Linked DNA regions of Gossypium hirsutum: region 1 is linked to region 2. Evidence: chromatin contacts called from public Hi-C data. All regions are on one chromosome and are shown on one strand. Each heading gives the region's core, a stretch centred on a gene start, on an enhancer-like site or on the middle of the called end of the contact. The rest is flanking DNA. Distances are from core to core; before and after follow the strand shown.

What was found. A called contact is a pair of places that touch in the nucleus more often than the background predicts.
Region 1: a Hi-C map of leaf shows a contact between it and region 2, with 1.6 times the contacts expected there. The contact joins two enhancer-like sites. A contact is called at or near these places in 5 of 34 Hi-C or Micro-C datasets (callus, cotyledon, hypocotyl and 1 more).

What each region holds. Positions count from the first base shown.
Region 1 is chrA06:29,460,761-29,463,460 of Gossypium_hirsutum_v2.1, reverse strand. No RefSeq gene overlaps it. Among protein-coding and RNA genes, the nearest start is that of LOC121231586, 50 kb to the right of the region's middle. Within about 2 kb of position 1,275, at least 3 of the 9 cell types and tissues checked have an H3K27ac peak or open chromatin away from gene starts, as enhancers often do. A contact at or near this core is called in hypocotyl and leaf, where this site is marked.
Region 2 is chrA06:29,349,507-29,352,206 of Gossypium_hirsutum_v2.1, reverse strand. No RefSeq gene overlaps it. Among protein-coding and RNA genes, the nearest start is that of LOC107962863, 6.3 kb to the right of the region's middle. Within about 2 kb of position 1,251, at least 3 of the 9 cell types and tissues checked have an H3K27ac peak or open chromatin away from gene starts, as enhancers often do. A contact at or near this core is called in hypocotyl and leaf, where this site is marked.

The DNA.
Region 1 (2,700 bases), core at 26-2,525, 110 kb before region 2:
AAATTATTATATTTTAAAAATTAAATGATATTTTTATAATTTTTATACCTTTTTAAATAAATTTAATAAAATTTATTTTTAAAATAATTTTTTGAATTTTTAAACTTTTAAAGAATTAATTAATTGCTGATGTAGCATCCACATATATGTCATGTCAGCAAAGAAAAAAATATTAAATTTTTTATTCATTTCGGGGTGATTTGACAAACAATACAGGTTTAAAGGCTAAAAAGACGAAAAATTAAATAGAGAGCTAAAATAATTTTTTTTGTAAAGTTTGAAGGTCTAATAAGTCATTATGCCTATTTTTTTTTCATATGATATGCCATAATCTAGTATATTATAAATAGAGTTACTTGCACTAGACATCCCCAAACTATGATCCTCATTTTAAATTGGTCTCTATACTTCAAAATATTCTAATTATGTTCCTAAACTATCGATGTTATATTAATCAAGTCCTTTCGTTAATAAATCTGTTAACTTAACCATTAAATATTGTGTAGCTAAATTTAAAATGAAAATTTTAAAGAAAAATAGAACATTGTCACATACATTAATTTTAAAAGTAAAAACTAAAAATAATGTAAAATTGAAAAAAATAAAGAAAAAATAAACGATAAAACTTTTATAAAAGCTTTGAAATCCTCAAAACTAATATTTTTAAAACATCTATTTTTACAATATTAAATTTTTCTTAATTTTAAAATATATCACATAATATTTAATATTTAATGTGTGATTTAACAATTAAATTAACAATTTTAATATAGAAATACCTAATTAATACATCAAATGATTGTCTTATTTTCATTAAATATAAAAAAATTAACTTTTTAATATTGTGATTTTCAGCCCTCTATTTTTCTGAAAACTGACAAGTTATTATTATTATTATTTTTTAAAGGGAACCCTCTCTACTTTTATTTGTCAACATTTAATATGTATACTTAAATATGGTTAAAGCTTGTATTTGAACTGACCTGAAAATTAACAGTCCAACTATTTACACATTTAAAATCACCAATAAATTAATTAAATTTTTAAATTTTTATACCAACTATTATTAGATTAAAATAAAAATTAATCCCACGACAAAAGCAACCCAAGGCAAAGGCCAACCGAGAAAAGAGGACTGACGTGGAAAGAACACTCATTGGGAGTGGGCCCCAGTCATGATGTAATCATTGGAACTAAATTACAGTCTTTATCATCATCGATCACTTTCGTGACACGTAGAAGCTCTTTTGCACTTTCCTTCAGGCATGGAGATTGGTGGGCCTTACTATGCGGAGCCCACCAACCATTTTGGGTCCATCAACATGGAGCAAATCAAAGTGGGCTACGTGGATTATCAGCCTGGTGATTAAGAAAAAACTTGGTCCCACTCCCACCATCACAAGTTGGGTATTCCCGCGAAAAGAGCTCCACCGTTGATGGTGGTCGGTAAAAATGATGTTTGCCTGCCCAATCCCATATAATTTATTATTATAAAATTACATTTAATCAAATACTTGTACTTTATGTCCTTTGTTGAAACCGCGTATCCTTAATTAGGGTACCAACTCATTTATAAAATTATAAAAATATCTCCTTTTTTAATTGTAATTAATATTTTTATAATGACACTTCGATCTTTTATATTTTTTTATCATCTTTAAATAAAAGAATAAAAACTTTAAAATCAAAGTGTTAAACACGTGTTCAATAGTATTAAAATACAAGTTTACTACCACTCTATTCATAATAGTATTAAAATACAAGTTTACTACCACTCTATTCATACTCATTATTAAATAAATTTTAAAAATAAATATTTTTAACATAAAATATTTTCTTTCGCTTACATCGTGTTGTGACGAAATCTAGTATTTATAATTTGTCTGTTATATCTATATTATATTAAATAGCTTATTGAGAGTTAAGGGTCAATCAAACACTAATTCAATTATGAAATTATGAAATTACCTTCTCATATACAAATTAAGTTATATTTTTTATGAAGGTGTTTTGTCTTTTTATTTATATAATAAATCAATAAAAATTTAATCATAATGAAATTTGAACCCAAAACACCATGCATAATAAACATTTAACTTTACCATTGTAACTAAAATATCAATTGGCTTTTATATAAATTTTTAGTAATTATATTTATTACATAATTTTTTTATCCATATTGCGAGTCTGCCTTAATCTAGTATTACATTTAAGTTGTTTTTTAATTAAGTTGGTATCACGAGTGAATAGGATGTCAACTCATTTGGGAAATGACTAAAAACTCATTCCTTTTACAAAGTAAGAACTATTACTTATGAGGGTATTTTGTTCTCAATAAAAAAAATTATAAATATATTTTTATGTAAAATTTTCACTTACATTGAATGTAATAGAGTCAATATTTACATTGTTTTGCTAAACCATGGGCATTTGTCATGGGGCTAGAACTTTAGTCTAGCAAACTGTGCGAACTTAAGCATAAAGTTTGCTTCAAATCCGCCTAAGTCATCCTAAATCCTTGAAAAGTAAGAATCTCAAAGAATTATATAAGCCATTTGTGACACCCCAACCCGGTCGGGACAGTTCATCTCAAATTTTGAGCAACACATTAGCCACCGAGGTGACTTTTCAAAGAACAACCACAAATCACACCAACCATCCATACTCACCATACATATACAAAATATCTCAAACAAGCAT
Region 2 (2,700 bases), core at 2-2,501:
GGTGGGAATTTGTAATCCACATTAATTGCACATAATGAGTCTCAGGACTCAACCTTTACCTTTACTGGGCGAAAAAACGACAATGAATTCAGTGACAAAAATAACCACATTTAGTGGCATAAAAAAATGCCACTAGTGCTTGACAAAAAAACGCTACAAAAAAACACGATAAAGAACGTTTTTTTCGTCCAATTCTCGAGGATTTTCGACAACTTGTTGCACAAAATCCTCAATGGGTCAGCGGTACTCTTAATTTTTTTACTTAATTTATAATTATCAACAAAAAGTGTTGAATAGCTATTATCACTTAATGTAGAATATATTAAGTTAATTTTATTTATAAAAACAATTAAAATAAGTTATTATTTTTTTATAGAAAAAGAAATATTCAAATTGATATATTTATCTTTTATCCAAAATTATCTAAAATAATATAAAATATTATATCAATAAGATTAAAAATAAAAACAAATAATCTTTAAAAAATCAAAATTACTTTTATCAAACAATATAATTATATTCAATACTTATATTTACTACTTTACTAAATAATTTTTTAATATAAATTTATTACTTAAAAAATTTTCAATTTATCAAATACACCCATAATTCAAATTATTAACATGTTAAAAGAAATCATGAGTTAAAATCTTTTTGATATCATTTAAAAAAAATGAAGTTACGATTATTAAAATAATTATTTTTACATTTGCCAAAAAAATTAATTCGGTTTTTAAATAAGTCAAAGATTTATACATGTAAATAAAATAAAATAAAATAAAATAAAATATTAATATCTAGCTTTGTGTTGTAATCATGAAAACACAAGGAACTAAATTCCAATATTTGTTTTTTCTAATTTCTATTCATTGCTGGATTCAAGAATATCAAAAATTTTTAAAAAATAAGAAACTGATATCAATAAAAGCCTTAGTCATCTAATTCTCATTAAAATTTTAAAATAAAAATATGGAATTTAAATATTTCTAATTAGATTTAGTTTTCACTGAAGAAAGGCTGTTATATATAAATCTATGATTGTGTTTTTAACTAAATTAAGGGGAAAACGGGGAATTGCATAAGAGGTTGACGTCATTATATGAATCTGTGTCGGGGTCTTAAGTGTAGTTTTCCTCTGACTCTTCTGCAGATAACGTAATCATAATTTGATGTCTTTGGGATTTGGGATTGGGGGGCAATAATTTTAAGCCTGCCCCATTTCTCTTTTACATTTTTCAGTATATATTGAAAAATTAGCCCAGTAAAAAAGAGATTACAACTGCCGTCTCTTTAGTTTCGGCCATTATTGTTGTGGGCTCCTATTATCTCTTCTTTTTATTTTTTCATAGATCTCTTTAATTTTATGGTTTAGAATGGATCCATGATGAAGCATAGAAAGTCCCACTAAATTATTCATAATATTTAATTATTTAATCATTATAAGTCCTTATGGACCTAAATCATGTATGCATATAATAGAGATGTAAGAAAAAAATTAGATTAAAATTTTTATAATAATTGAATAATAGATGGAAGGATAAAGTATTTTTAAATAAATGTTTATCTTTAAATTATAAAATTAAAAATTAATTTATTGTAAAATTATAAGTTGTTGATTCCCCTTCAAATCAAAAGATGATTGTATTAACAGTTAATATATAACATCTTAGAATTATCATGGTGTTTTGGAAGTGCCGGGGTGCTGGAGTATAACAATAATATATATATATATAAACAATTGGTGGCCGTTAAACATACAAGTGGTCAAAAAGAATAGATTAGTTTATTTTTTAAAAAAATAAGTTTTTACTTTTTAATTTTAAAGTTATGATATACATGCCTATAAGTTTAGGGTTATGCGCCTAAAACAAAGATTGTTTGGTGAGAGTTAGACCGACCCCTTCACTTAAAAAGCGCTCAACCACGATTATTTATCATTTGGTGTGGGCCCAAATTGTTATTTTTCTCCCTTTGATTATCAGCATACCCACAATTACCACCCTTGGGCTAGGGAGTCCCATGGGGCTTGGCCTTGGGAAGGTATTGGACCAGAGTTTCCAAATTGACCATGCGTGGCTCTTGGAGATAGGTTCACTTGTTCTGGTGCTTCCACATTGCTTGCATTCATACTTTTTAGACTTAATAATGTTGTAATGCATGCATCATTTGAGGGCTCATCAACATCATTCCCAACTTTGTATGAGGTGTAGTCATCATCTATAGCACATTTCTGCAGAAGAAAAATGAGGTTTTAGCACTATTCATGTTGTGAAATACTGTGAATTTTAGTCAAAGCCAATATATTATGTACCTCAAGAACACCTTGAGAAGCCGCCAATCTTCCAGCAGCTATTGTAGCCTCACCGGGGCGGAGAGGAAACTTGAGTGTTAACCACTATTCCAGATTGCTTGTAAACAAGCTTTCCACTTTCCACAATCAATTCAAATGCTTCTCTTTCTTTTTGCAAGCAAGAGAGAACATATATGGTTAACAAAATGAGAGTACATTTTAGATTAGAATGGGTTTGTTTGATTAGTGATAGAAGTAGACTCACTGATCCTAGATATTCAATGGACTGCCTTTGTAAATCTGTTCTTTGTCACTTAATAGTTCTTTGCCATCACCAATATCCAACCTTCAATTCATAAAGTAAGTGCAAAATGGAGTACCCTTCAGCAAGAAATTTTCAAGTATATGAT